Linked DNA regions of Mus musculus: regions 2, 3 and 4 are each linked to region 1. A link is a contact called in public HiChIP or PLAC-seq and promoter capture Hi-C data. All regions are on one chromosome and are shown on one strand. Each heading gives the region's core, a stretch centred on a gene start, on an enhancer-like site or on the middle of the called end of the contact. The rest is flanking DNA. Distances are from core to core; before and after follow the strand shown.

Region 1 (3,457 bases), core at 659-3,158:
GCCGGCATGCCTGTCTGTGCATCCCTGGGGTGCAGTGCCCAGAAAGGCCAAAGGAGGGACATGAGATCCCCTGGGACTGGAATTACAGTTGTGAGTGGCCATGGGGGTGTTAAGAGTCCAACCCAGAAATGTGGCCAATGCTGGTAACCACTGAGTCACCTCTCCACCCCTGGAATTTATGTTTTAATAATAGTCACTACACAGCTGGCATGGGGGCGCACGCCTTTAGTCCCAGCACTGGGGAGGCAGAGGCAGGCAGATTTCTGAGTTCAAGGCCAGCCTGGTCTACAGAGTGAGTTCCAGGACAGCCAGGGCTACACAGAGAAACCCTGTCTCAAAAAACCAAAAATAAATAAATAAATAAATAAATAAATAAATAATAGTCACTACACACCTGCTCTCTACTATAGTCACTACACACCTGCTCTCTAATCTCTAGAATTCTCGACATCGACCTCTAAATACCTGATTCCTGGAAGCCAGGGACAACAGAATGCATTAATTCACGCTGGCAAAATAACTAATGGTTAAACCGACAAGGTATGGGACAGTTGTCTCAAAATGGCCACCTATGATCAGGTCGTCAGTACTATAAGCTATTAGAGTCCTTAAGCAAACCACAGGCGCAGAGAACTGGACTTCCCAAGGGGGGTGGGGGGGCGTCATTTTAACACTAAAATAGTTTTAGGTCAAATGGCTCAAATGAGTGTGCACCACATGAAATCCAAGAACTAGAGTGAGTGTATCATGGAATTCTAAAACCAGTACAGAAGAACCAGTGAGCAGCGGTTTAAGGAGGTAACTGAGCAGTATTCCCCAGCTCGCGGTATAAAACAATGCAAATGACTAAAAAGATACTTGGTCACAAAGTCCAAAGGCCTGCACTCCAATTACATACGCTGCTGGGGATTCACTGGCTATTTTTTCCTTTAAAATCCGCAGTAAGGCCTACTGAGGAGCAATCCTTTCTCAGCTGAGACCAGTTAAGAAAAATGGCCCTGCGTTCAAACAATAGATAGGTGGGGGCATCTGCACAGGTGTTGATGACACCGTTACACCTTCGGGGAGGTTGAGCAAGCGATTCCTGTGGCCTTGGTTCACACAGTGACAATATTGTTGAATATAGTGTCTGTCGGCTAAATGGCCCCAGCTCCGGGCGACCGGGCCCAAAGGTATATGAGTGATTCTCACACACCCTCGCCCCCACCCTTTTCCGTACCTCGGGCCACAGTCACCCGCTACGCGACCCACAATAACAGAACCTCGCTCCGCTCACTCCAAAGACAATGCGTAGGGGGTGCGTGGGATAGGCTGACTCATAAGTTCAAGAGAGCGGTGACAATAGCCCAGGATCCCCGAATCCACCAGGGCAGGGCGGGAAGATGCTCTCCTGAATGAGCAAGAGCCGCGGCGGCGATCGTGCCCACTCCGCCCTACTGACCTTGTAGCCGCCCCAGACGAACATGTGGCGCCCATCGCTGACAGCGACGTGGCCGCTGCGTTCAGCCGGGCAGGCCAGCTCCATGGCCTCGTAGTTCTCGAAGGCCGGGCCCGGCAGATCCTCCGCTCGAGCATCCTCGTTGCCATCAGCCATCTTGAGGCTGCACCGCTGGCCACCGAGACCGCTCCGGCCCCGCAGACGGGAGACAAAGGAAAGCGGAGCGGTGGACCGCGGCGCGCAGCCAGCGCTGACGACCCGCCTGTCCTGCGCTACGCCTCCGCCTCCGGGACGAGCGCTGGGGCGCGCGCCGACAGCGGCTGCGGGTCTCGCGGGGACCGCGCCGCGGCCGGGTCCTGGCTCAGAGCGGGAGAGCGGCCGACGGGGCTCGCACTCGCAGCCCGCCCCGCCTCCGGCCGCCGGGGCCTTGTTTATGCCGCCGCCGGAAGTCGTCCGCAGCGGACACTGTCCCCACGCTCCGGAAGCGCTCTCGCCCCCTGCGCTGCTGAGCCTCCCGTCGTCCGGTCCCACCGCAGTGCTGTCCTACTGCTGTGTAGTCCTCCCAGTCGGGCCCTTGGGCATCTGAGTCCTCCCAACATCCGTCCTCCCGCCTCAGGGTGCTCTGGCCTGGATAGTTCCTAAACCATAACAACCCACCCTTGGGGAAAGAATGCGAATCCCAGACTCACAATCTGGGCTTCTAAGAGGCCAAATGAAAATTACGAATTATTTAAACCCAATTCCTCGCCCATAAAATAAGGCTGGTCTGGAAAACACTTCAGGCTCCTCATTTAAATGGTGGCTCTCCGTGCTGCTCATCTTGTCTTTTTTTTTTTTCTTTCTCCCTCTCTTCGTTTTGGGACTGCTAAATATATACTGAGCAAAATACACACTTAACAAAAACGACCAAAAAAAGCTTTTCTCTTTGAAACTCTCACCAGTTGCTGGAGATGTACTTGCTGAAACACAAGAGTTAAGGGTCTGGGGTTTGAGATTAAAGCGCTGGGATAAAAGGTGTGCTCCACCAGGCAGATTCTGTTTCTTGACCAGATTCATCCAGGTCTCCCTGGGGCAATTTTGCCATGCAAGAGATGTCCAGTGCCCTTGGTGCTGTGCTGAGGGGGGCCTTCCTCACTGCCATTGCAAGAGACAGTCAGAGAGAGAAATGGCCTTCCTGCTGCTGCCCAGGGTGTATACTGTCAAAAAGAGATTGGCAGCGTTTCCACCAGCCACTTCGTGCTGGATGACACTGGAGAAGAAAATCTAGCATCAGTTTCATGTTTGGCGGGTAGAAGACATCTCTCACTGTTGGCCACAACCTCTCACACTGCAAATCTGCTGTAATGTGAATGACCAATTTGCACTAAGCTGAGGTTTGTGGTGAGCAACTGATCGTCCAACAGTGGAAATCACCTTGCCCTAGGGGTCAGGAGCATGCAAGTGGATATTCCTCCACAGATCAGCCTTATTCCAGATGAGCTGCACTTGGACACATTTTACTGCCTCGTGATTATTGTTTGCAAGAAAAATTTGATGGTGTTGTGGGGATAGCCACTAGAGAGGACAGCTCAGACATGAACTTAAGGCAATAGAAAGTCTTTATTAGTTTGGGATCCCAGTGTAGCAACGAGCCTTTCTCAGAGTGAGCTTTTAAGCACAAAACCCATGTTCTGGACGGATACACTTCAGTTAACAAGAACAGTTAGCATCCCAGAGAATCTTGCCACAGAAGCCAGATGAAGGTAATCTACACCACAGAGCCACTGCTGTCCCTTGTCCTCAAGAGACTAGACTTCTGTCACTCCATGAGACTATCAATAGTTACAAATAGTCCTGGGCCATTGTAGAAGGATTTTTATCCAGCAACATGGCTACTCTGATTGGAATACAGACACACCCTTAGCACACACTTTAATCTCAAATGATGAAGGTAAAGTTAGTTTGTAGAAGGAAGCACCCATGTTTGAAAGTGATGTTTAGTTGAATAGCAGACATAGTGGCAGATCAGAGAAAGATTTG
Region 2 (3,457 bases), core at 345-2,844, 410 kb before region 1:
AGTAAGTGGTTAGCTGTCTTTGAACACACTCAAATTTCAAATGGCAGACCAGTATCATAAAAAGACTCAGCCATTCTGAGTCTGACCTCCCGTGCCCCAGTTAGACTGTAGCTGAAGCTGCTTTATTCTGCTTTGGGATGCGTAGTCTTCTTTTTTAGTCGAGTGAGAGGCCTACAAGCCTTCCGTTTGATGAGAGGGGATATGAGGGAGAATTCAGTTCTTCCTCAGCAGGTTTTAAAGGAGTCTGGATTGTGTGAGCCACTTGCCCAGCATCCTTCTGCACGCTAGGATGATGAACAAATGTACTACATTGTTGTAAGTGGGGAGCAGAATAAATCAGCTTCACCATATAGGTAGATAATAATCTTTCTTTTTTGGTAGGTATGCTTTACCGGGTGGTAATACCTCATCAATAAGTATGAGCAAATGTGATAAATGGTCAGTTCATCGTTGGAATTTTTTGTGTTGGGAAAACTTTTGCTTCTCTGAACAGCCCAGACTGCAGAGTTGGGTTACCAACACCTGGACTCAAAGGTTGCCGAGTGTTTAACACCCCATGCTTTATAGTTCTGTGGGCCAAAATAAATTCATTTATGATGGTATTTCTGTACATGCAGAGCATGGTATTTTTGAAGTACGGGGGGTTTATGCTAAGGTAAGCTAGAGAATGTGTGTTAGTTAAATGAATTTTAAAAATCCACCCTAAAGCTGGGCAGTAGTGGCATACGCCTTTAATCCCAGCACGTGGGAGGCAGAGGCAGGTGGGTTTCTGAGTTCCAGGCCAGCCTGGTCTACAAAGTGAGTTCCAGGACAGCCAGGGCTATACAGAGAAACCCTGTTTTGAAAAGATAAACAAACAAACAAAAAATCCACCGTAAAACTTTCAGCATTTTATATTTTGTCAAATATGAACTGCTTTAGTCTTTTCACTTGGTAAAAAGTTTCAGAATGAAAATTAAAATACAATTAAGACAATCACTTAAATTTGTCACTGGTATAATATTTTAAATAACGACAGCTTTCTTTTGCCCAAATAAAAGTTTCACTAATTCTTTTTTCCTCTCTGCCAGGCATGAACTATCCAATCGCTGTCAAGAACAGCAAGGTAACGGCTCATGAGCTCTTTTCCCTTTCATTGACTTGTTAAGTTGAATTATTGAATGATTGCTATACATGTTCAAGTGTGTACAGACATGTGTGTGCATGTGCACCTGTGTCTGTATACATGTGAGAATCAGAGCACAACCTCAATTATAGTTCCTTGGAACCAGCCACCACATTTTTTTTTAATGTCTTTTGTTAGCATTTATTAATTACATAGTAGTGAGCTTCATTATTGTGTTTGTATCACATTCACTCCCTACTGCTTACCTTCTCTTCCAGTCAATCACCCTTCTAGCATGTCTTTTGGGATTTTAAAATAATATTTATTTTATCTTATGTGTATGGGTGATTGCTTGCATGTGTGTCTTTGCGTGGTGTGTGTTCCTGGTGCCCTCTGAGACTGTAAGAGGGCATTGGATCCCTGGAACTGGAGTTGCAAGGAAGATTGTGAGTCACCGTGTGGGTGTGGGGACTGAGCCACGGCTCCAGCCAGCTGATAGGCACTTTATCGCTCTGCTGTACACTGACTTATTAACTTGGGGAGGGAGGAGTGTGCAGTTATGCAGTGGGAGATTGTTCCCCTCCAGTCTCCATAGTCTAAAGCGAGAACCATAGGACACTGGATTCCCTGTCAGGGAGGGCAGAGTCACCCTTACGTGACGGGTTTATAAGCATTCAGTCTTAACAGTTAGGGGATAGCCGGGGTAGCAGAAGCTGGTGGCTCACAGGCTTCCTGGCAGTCTGAGACGTCAGTTACTGAGTGGACACTGCAGCTGTGTACCATCGGTCTGTATGCCTAGCAGATGCAGGATGGCTTGCCTCTGTTACACCGTACTTAGGTTTGACAAATTAAAATGGGGAGGGGCAAAACTACTATGGTTTCACCTAATAAGATGTAATTATTCCTTATTTGAATGAAACATGCTTACTCTCCAACACATTTTAAAACTCATTTAAAAGTATTGTTTTTGTGAGAAGTTCATTATGAGTAATACTTCTACTCTTAGACCCTTAAGTGCTGAGATGTAAGCGTGATCACTTTAAACAGCTTACATTAGATTAACAACTAACCAACTGGAGGTTATTTTGATTCTCAGGGGTCAGCAACAGTGCCTGGATACTTTTGTCAAAACAAAAGATGAAGGGGTCATGGCTGCTGGCATGTGGTGGGTGGAGTTCAGGGATGCTGCCAAACAGCCTCCCTGCATCCCAAGAAGTATCCTGCTTCAAATGGCAGTGGGGTTGAAAGACCCTGTGTTAGACAGTGGGAGAACAGTAGAGGCCACCATGAAGACACCCCACAAACTGAGTGACCTGAACAACAGTTATCTTCCCATACTTTAGGATGGAGAAGGCCAATAGCGAGGTGCTGTCAGGGTTCGTTTCTGGTGTGGTCTTTCTTCCTAGTTTCGTGTGTTACTGCCTTTGAGGTGCTGGAGGCTGAGCCTAGGGAGCTGGAGGTAGTGTACCTAGTTTTGGTAGTGACAAAGATGGACCAATCCATGTGACCTCATCTGGCCTTAATTGCCTTTTTAATGGGGTCAGAACTTCAACATAAGAATTTTGGGCCGGGCGTGGTGGCGCATGTCTTTAACCCCAGCACTCGGAGGCAGAGGCAGGTGGATTTCTGAGTTCGAGGCCAGCCTGGTCTACAAAGTGAGTGCCAGGACAGCCAGGACTACACAGAGAAACCCTGTCTCGAAAAACCAAAAACAAAAAAAAAAGAATTTTGGAAGATAAATGAGGAAAATTTGGAAGAATGTAATTAGTCCACGATAATGATGATAAAAAATAATTGGGTAGTACATAGATAAATGATTTAGTTCCCACAAGTGTGAGAGGCTCTCCTGAGGCTCTGTTTGTTTGGGTTTGGGTTTTGAAACAGGGGTCTCTCTTTGTAGGACTAGCCAGGCTGGAGCTTCCTATGTGACCAGGTCCTCCTGCCTCTGCCTCTCAAATGCTGGATTAAAGGCATGCAGTTCTATGCCCTGTCCTAAGAGGTTCAACTTGCACTTCTCTGATGATTCTGGGGTCAAGCTCCTTTCTCATTACCCGTTGGTAATGTATGCATGTGTTTGAAAGGAGTGACTATTCAGGTCCTTTCCCCAGTTTTGTTTGTCTTGTTCTAGGTTTTCTCTGTGTTGCCCTGGCTGTCCTGGAACTAGCTCTGTAGACCAGGCTGGCCTTGAACTCATAACGATCCACCTGCCCCTGCTTCTCAAGTGCTGGGATTAAAGGTGCACGCATGCCTCTACTGCCCAGTTGAAATCGGATCCCTTACTTTCTGGCCGTTGAGTTCTTGAGTTCCTTTTATGTATTCGGGATTGACCCTTGTCGGGTGGATGGCTTGCTC
Region 3 (3,457 bases), core at 538-3,037, 350 kb before region 1:
GTGTCCATGTGTGCAGATAAGGTAAGTGTTAAAAAGTAGTGACTCTATATGCCATTAGTTTTTCTTTTCTTTTTCTTTTTTCTTTTTTCAAGACAGGATTTCTCTGTGTAGCCCTGGCTGTCCTGGAACTCACTTTATAGACCAGGCTGCCCTGGCTGTCCTGGAACTCACTTTGTAGACCAGGCTGGCCTCAAACTCAGAAATCCGCCTGCCTCTGCCTCCTGAGTGCTGGGATTAAAGGCGTGCGACACCACCCCGGCTTAGTTTTTCTCTTAAAATTAGCGGTGATGAAGGTAGTTTCTTTTTTTAAGGTTATCAGGACTTTTATATTTTAAATTCCCACATTTCACATAGAGTAAAAGCTAGTACTAGAAACATGATATAAATAGTCCCTTCTGTGGTCTAGGAATCAGAACCAGGGCTCTGCATGTGCCTGACAGGCGCTTTGCCACTGAGCTCTGCCTTCGGTTTCTTTACATTTATCCATGCTATTTATTTGGGAATTGTTTTTACACACGCACACAGTGCACCTGTGGAAGCTGGTGACACCTCTCAGGCATCCTGTCTCCATCCACCAGGGATCAGGGGACCAGGCTTGGTAACACACATCTTTACTTGCTCAGGCATCTCCCTTGCTCTGCTTATTTGAGACACATTTCACTGAGTAGCCCAGCTTGGCCTTGAACTCACTGTATAGCTGAGACCACCCTTAAAATCCTTCTGATTTAGGCTCTAATATGCTACAACCATCAGCACGCACCATCAGCATGCACCATCAGCATGCACCATCAGCATGCACCATCAGCATGCACCATCAGCACGCACCATCACACTGGGCCTCAGGTTTTCAGTACATGAAGAAACTAGCTTATTGCTTTTTTTTTTTTAATGGAGGGCTCCCTTTCTTTCTTCTCCTTTTTGTTTTTAAGGATTATTTATGTATATGTATGTATATAAGTACACTGTAGCTGACTTCAGACATACCAGAAGAGGGCACCTGATCACTTTACAGATGGTTGTGAGCCACCATGTGGGTGCTGGGAGTTGAACTCAGGACCTCTGGAAGAACAGTCAGTGTTCCTAACCACTGAGCCATCTCTCCAGCCCCAGTTATTGCTTTTTGTTTTAAAGCCATTGTCTCAGTATGCATCCCCAGCAGGCCTGAAACTTGTTTCGTAGGCCAGGCTGATCTTGAATTCATAGAAGTTCCCCTGCCTTTGCCTCCCAGTTATTGGGCTTGAAGGGGTGTATATTCATGCCATGCAGTATATTAGTAACTTTTGTAATTCCTGATGCTGGAAGACAGAAAATTACTGGTTTTGCAGAATCTGGAATTTCTAGAGTTGAGCATCATGGCAGGGAGGAGAGTTCTCCGTTTCCATCAGGAGGCTTTGTATACAGGAGGGTTGAGGTGTCGGGATCTATCCAATCAGTTGGTGAAAGGTAGTTTTAAGTAATGTTTATTTTATTCAGTTATTTCCCTTTCCTGCTTTTTAATGACAGGGTATCACTATATAACTCAGGCTGCCTAGTCTGGTGTCAGTCATGAGCTCCTCCTGCCTCTGGAGGGCTGGGATTTCTAGACATGAGCCATTACACATGCCCGAGTCTTTTATTTTTACAAAGGGAACACACAGAGCTGTTTCTGGAGTTTTAAGTATTAGTAACTTTGAAGACCATGCTTTGCTATCTTAAGACAGTTTGGTAGGACCTGGGCACCGCTCAGAACAAAGCTCCTGCCCTCTGATTACTCTGTTGCCGTTCTTCTGATTACAGAGTCATCCTTCCTGTTCCTAAGGGCTGCTTGAGGAACAGGCAGTCTTCCGTTCCTCCTTCCTCTTCCTTCCCTTGCTCTTTGTCCTCCTCCTATTTCTCATCTTCTGAGCACCGTTGGAAGAGCTTGGTCCTGAACAAGGGAAGCACAGCACTGGGGAAGATAGCAGAAGCCCCCATGTTAAGGGTGTGTGTGCTAGTGGGAGATGGAATGTCGCAGACAAGGAACTCAGGACAGTGTGACGTAAACAGTGTACCAGTGGATCCAGGGTACAGAGGCAGTAATCAGCACCTGGCCCAGTACACACTGGGGGTTGTCAGCCTTGGCTGCACGTGAGACTCACTAGGAAGTTTTAGAGAACACTGGTGTTTGCAGAGCTTTAAATAGCCTGAGTTAGACTCCCAAGCTGCAGTATTATTTGGAAAAACTATTTTTTTAACTGTAGTTGAGATCTATTACTCTGTAATTTAAAAACTGAGTTTTTCCACTTTCATTTCATTGTAGAAATTTGTCATTTTTATATTGACTTCTAAGATCAAGCTTACATACTTTTTATTACTTTGAAAGTGACTTAAGCTGATAGAAAAGGTAGAAGAATAGTATGAAGTACCCCATCGCATTCTGAGTGATTTTGAGAGTAAAGTACAGCTGACAGGAACAGTCCCTGAGGGATGGTAGTGACTGACTACCACATGGCCGCTCCTTGATGTTACCTGCCCTCAGTGACAGTTTGAGTTTAACTTTTTCCGTCCGTTGTCACCCTGCTTACTCCAGGTGGCAGACATCTGAATTCCTTAGGACTTTTCTAACTGAGATACTCTTTGGTTTTGATTTCTTCAACTCATGCTATAGATTTAAACATTTATCAGCATAACTCAAATTTAACCACAGAAATTTTCATATTGTTTCTAAAGTTATCACAATCAAGATACTTTAAAAAATCAAATTCTCGAATTCATTTTAGTTATCCTATCCAGCTTTTGAAAGTATAGATAAGTTTGAGAAACTTAAATTGCCCAATAAAAATATCTAAAAAGATTAAGATTTTGTTTGTTTGGTTGGTTTTGGTTTTTCGAGACAGGGTTTCTCTGTGTAGCCCTGGCTGTTCCTGGAACTCACTTTGTAGACCAGGCTGGCCTCGAACTCAGAGATCCGCCTGCCTCTGCCTCCCAAGTGCTGGGATTAAAGGCATGAGCCACCATTGTCTGGCTAAAGAATAGGATTTTAAACAAATTAAAGACTTCCATCTAGGTTTAAAACATACCACTTTTCTTGTTTTACCTTGTGTCCACTTCAAGAGCAGGATGTACTTAAAGAGCCAGCCAAAAACTGGGTATGATGGTGCACACCTGTAATATGAGCACTCAGGGGCCATAGACAGGAGGATTGCTGCAAGTAAGGACAACCTATTGTCCACAGCCAGGTCTCAGCTAACTTCAGGCTGAGTGTTAGTACTCTGTTTCAGAATGATAAAACAGCAGCAACCCCGAGAACCCACAAAAGGGAGGTGGTAGCTGTTGCAGGCTCACTTGCAACTGCTCATTTCTACTCTGGTAGCAAAAATAGCTATAAACAAATGAGCATGGGCTGTGTGCCAGTAAACTTCATGAAAATAGAGAGTGGGCAGGATTTGGCATGTATACTGTAGTTTGCTGATCCCGGTTTCAGACTTCCTTTTCACAG
Region 4 (3,457 bases), core at 267-2,766, 260 kb before region 1:
AATTCACTGTCTGGATCTTTCAGAATCTAACCATCATCTAGTAAAGGGTATTTCAACCGGGACTAAATTTGTTTGTTGGCTTGTTTTGTTGTTATTTATAAGGGAATTGTCAGGGAATATTTGTACTTTAGATTTTTAATTCATCTGTGCAAAGGATGGTACAAGAGGCTGCACAGCCTCTCTCCAGGAGAATTCTGGATACTAGGTACTGGATCTTGCTACCTTCCTATCTGACCAGATCTTCACATAGCATATAGCTTTGCTGTGTGGTCTGACAGTGCCTTAGGGTTTTCATTGCTATGAAGAGGCACCATGGCAGTTCTTATAAAGGAAAGCATTTAATTGGGGCTGGTTTACAGTCTTAAAGGCTTAGTCCATCATCATCATCATGGGAAGCATACTAGCACACAGGCAGACATGGTGCTGGAGAGGACGCTGAGAGTCTGACATCTGGATCCACAGGCAGTAGAGAGAGTGACACTAGGCTTGGCTTGAGTACCTGAAACCTTAAACCCAGGGACACTTCTTCCAACAAGGCTGCACCTCCTAATCTTTCTAAGTAGTGCCACTCCCTGATGGCTAAGCATTCAAATCTATGACATATGTAGGCTGGGTTTTTTGTTGTTGTTGTTGTTTTGGTTTTTTGAGACAGGGTTTCTCTGTGTAGCCCTGGCTGTTCTGGAACTGACTCTGTAGACCAGGCTGGCCTTGAACTCAGAAATTCGCCTGCCTCTGCCTCCCAAGTGCTGGGATTAAAGGTGTGAGCCACCACTGCCCAGCTGGAGGCTGTTCTTATTCAAACCACCATTGACCGGGAAGTCAGAAGATAACAAATCTACTGAATGAATGTACAAACCAATTAAAATGTTTTAAACTGTGGTGAGAGGGAGTATGAAATCTGATTTCCTTGGGTTGACATGTTCATGACAGAGAAGGAGAAAATCATGTGACCTTTTCCTGCCGGGGCCTCGGAGATGGTCACCATGTAAGGCATTTTCTGTATTTATCAGCACCAGCTAGCACTCCAGCCCCTCGTGCCTGTGGAGGCCAGAAGAGGACATCAAATTCTCTGGAACGGGAGTTACAGATGGTTGTGAGCTGCCACGTAGGTGCTGGGAATTGAACCTCTAATCTTAACCATTGAGCTGTCTCTCCATGCTGTTTCAGATAAACAAGTAGAACTCAGCCTTACAAAAGCCACCTTCCCTCTAAATGCATCTCGGGGTGTGTGTTCTAGGCTCAGCATAAGCTAAAGCGACTTCTCCACCCAAGCCTTTTGAGATTTCAGCTGTTCCTCTGCTTCATGCATTTCACAGATTCCCACATAGGCTGGAGGGCTTAATTAGTGCTAAGTCATATAGTGGTGGAGAAACACTGCTGGCTGCAGACATAGCAGGAGAAAATTAAAGCTGTCAGCTGTGACAAGCTTTGCAGATTAGCCCTGAACTCACCATGATGTAAGTTCTGGCCTTGCCCTTTATTTCCAAGGACGGCACAAACTCAACCACATTATTAACTTGTCCACATGTGGTATGACTTTACTGTGTCCTTTCACAGCACATATTGGCAGTGGATGCCCGGCCTTGTTAAAACTCCTGCTTCCATGCTAGAAACTGAATCTCCTATTGAGTCAGACCCAGGTTACTCTATCAACAAAATGTGCCCAGCGGTCTACCCAAGCTTGGCTCTAAACTAGGCCCCATGGGAGAAATAAAGGAAACATGAAGTTGAACGCAAGCAAACTGGAACACAAAGAGTAGACAGGCTAGCTGGCAGGCTGAGGGAGCAGACCGTGGAGAAAACAGTAGGCCTGGATTCGTGGGGTGCTGGCATAAACAGATCAAAGGTCCTGATTGGTGTGGTATGCTGCAGAGTCCAGGCTGGATTCCTGCCTCCTCCAGCCTCCAGGACTTGAAGTTCCAGGAGTGTGGGCAGGTCACATAATTCCTGATCCTTGTCCCCTCCCCCACTAAGTCAAACAGCACAGAGATTCCCAGGCTTAAAAGAGCAAAAGGAGAGAGATTGCTCTGACAGAATTCTGTGAAGACAGTCTACACTGTGGGCTATATGGGACACACGGGATTTTAATGCGTGACATAAGACTGTTCTTAGAGCAGTGTGGCCCAGAGACGCTGAAAGACCCCCGATTTTCTGCTCGGTCTTCCAAGCCCATGGGCAGAGGCAGCTGACAATGGTGGAGCTGATGTTTAAGTCCTGATTCCTGAAGTGAAACTGTAAGCATGACCTTGTTTAGAAATTGAATCCTTAAGCTGGACAGTGGTGGCACACACCTTTGATCCCAGCACTTGGGAGGCAAAGGCAGGCAGATTTCTGAGTTCAAGGCCAGCCTGGTCTTGAAAGACCCCCCTGGTGGGCAGTCAATCAATCTGAGGAGACCCTCCCAAGGATCAGCGAGTCCACGATTCGGATGTAAACAGCAAGAGGCTTTATTGGGAACACGGGTACCCGGGCGACTCAGTCTATCGGAGGACTGGCGCGCCGAGTGTGGAGTTTTTACCCTTTTTATAGGGCTAGGGCTGGGGAGCAAAAAGCGCGGTTACAGAAGCGAGAAGCGAGCTGGTTGGTTAGTTCGAATAAGGTTTGGGGTACTTCCCGGTCATTTGGGGAAACTGAGGTGGGACTTTTTAGATCTAAACAATGTCTATTTTCAAGAAATGGGTAGGGGAGGGGTACAAGGAAAGAGTCTAATGAAGGTTCAGCAATGGGCACATATCTGGTCAGAACATTGGCAGACACACAGGTTCAAGGAGTGACCAGAGCACTGTGCACCTCTATTTTTCTAAATCAGTGAAGCTAGTTCTGCTAACACTGACGTCTATCGGGGCTTCTGTGTCTGTTGCTGGTTCCGCTTTATCTGAGAACCATCTGTTCTTGGCCCTGAGCCGGGGCCCAGGTGCTTGACCACCGATATCCTGTTCGGCCCCTGTCCCAGTGCTATTCAGCCTTGATCTTTAACTGTTAATCTATAACTGAACTTCCTTGTAACTTTTGAGAACCCAGCTCTGGTACTTTTTCATGCCTTGCAAAATGGCGTTACTGCAGCTAGCTTGCTAAGCCTTATGGTGGGGTCTTTCATTCCCCCCTCTTTCTGGAAACTGAATAAAATCTTTTATTCACGTGATTCCACTTCTTCTGGACCTATTGATTTGAGTTGGTGATACTGTTGGGTCAGAACCAGGGCCTGCACCACCGAAATTCTGTCTTTTACAAACTGGACCAAGCGGTTGAGAATACAGGGTCCGAAGAGTAGGATTAATAAGAGTATTATCAAGGGGCCCATAATGGTGGATATCAAGGTCGTGAACCATGGGGACCTGTTAAACAGTCCCTCAAACCACCCTTGTCCTGATTCGAACAATTTTTGTCTCTGGTTTAACCTTTCTCTTAGCTTTGCCATGCTATCTCTCACTACGCCAGTGTGGTCCGCGTAGAAACA

The links. Promoter capture Hi-C pulls out the DNA fragments that hold promoters and counts their contacts. HiChIP or PLAC-seq counts read pairs in DNA pulled down with a chosen protein or histone mark.
Region 2: a contact with region 1 is called in an H3K27ac HiChIP or PLAC-seq map of extraembryonic endoderm stem cells, with 5 times the contacts expected there. The contact joins the enhancer-like site here to the promoter of Klhdc2 in region 1. A contact is called at or near these places in 12 of 39 promoter capture datasets (3T3-L1-derived adipocytes, the C10 cell line, the HPC-7 cell line and 8 more), 1 of 484 Hi-C or Micro-C datasets (bone marrow-derived macrophages), 8 of 115 datasets of contacts at active chromatin or transcription factors (the 230-238 cell line, bone marrow-derived macrophages, embryonic limb bud and 4 more) and 5 of 9 other capture datasets (adipose tissue, embryonic stem cells, liver and 2 more).
Region 3: an H3K4me3 HiChIP or PLAC-seq map of bone marrow-derived macrophages shows a contact between it and region 1, with 6 times the contacts expected there. The contact joins the enhancer-like site here to the promoter of Klhdc2 in region 1. A contact is called at or near these places in 13 of 39 promoter capture datasets (the C10 cell line, the HPC-7 cell line, cranial neural crest and 9 more), 1 of 484 Hi-C or Micro-C datasets (bone marrow-derived macrophages), 4 of 115 datasets of contacts at active chromatin or transcription factors (bone marrow-derived macrophages, embryonic stem cells and stem cell-derived neural progenitor cells) and 3 of 9 other capture datasets (adipose tissue, embryonic stem cells and liver).
Region 4: a promoter capture Hi-C map of the C10 cell line shows a contact between it and region 1. The contact joins the enhancer-like site here to the promoter of Klhdc2 in region 1. A contact is called at or near these places in 10 of 39 promoter capture datasets (the C10 cell line, cranial neural crest, embryonic stem cells and 7 more), 1 of 115 datasets of contacts at active chromatin or transcription factors (embryonic stem cells) and 1 of 9 other capture datasets (adipose tissue).

The regions. Positions count from the first base shown.
Region 1 is chr12:69,295,132-69,298,588 of GRCm38.p6, reverse strand. It overlaps Klhdc2 (kelch domain containing 2), which reads right to left and starts at 1,908. Exons shown (of 13, transcript NM_027117.3): 1 at 1,442-1,908. The coding sequence starts at 1,594.
Region 2 is chr12:69,703,413-69,706,869 of GRCm38.p6, reverse strand. L2hgdh (L-2-hydroxyglutarate dehydrogenase) reads left to right here. Exons shown (of 10, transcript NM_145443.2): 6 at 1,071-1,105. Among named protein-coding and RNA genes, the nearest start is that of L2hgdh, 20 kb to the left of the region's middle. Within about 2 kb of position 1,594, at least 15 of the 459 cell types and tissues checked have an H3K27ac peak or open chromatin away from gene starts, as enhancers often do. A contact at or near this core is called in extraembryonic endoderm stem cells, where this site is marked.
Region 3 is chr12:69,645,016-69,648,472 of GRCm38.p6, reverse strand. It overlaps Sos2 (SOS Ras/Rho guanine nucleotide exchange factor 2), which reads left to right. Exons shown (of 23, transcript NM_001135559.1): 4 at 1-21. Among named protein-coding and RNA genes, the nearest start is that of Gm31679, 21 kb to the right of the region's middle. Within about 2 kb of position 1,787, at least 28 of the 459 cell types and tissues checked have an H3K27ac peak or open chromatin away from gene starts, as enhancers often do. A contact at or near this core is called in bone marrow-derived macrophages, where this site is marked.
Region 4 is chr12:69,554,745-69,558,201 of GRCm38.p6, reverse strand. No RefSeq gene overlaps it. Among named protein-coding and RNA genes, the nearest start is that of Gm46353, 5.8 kb to the right of the region's middle. Within about 2 kb of position 1,516, at least 65 of the 459 cell types and tissues checked have an H3K27ac peak or open chromatin away from gene starts, as enhancers often do. A contact at or near this core is called in pre-B cells, where this site is marked.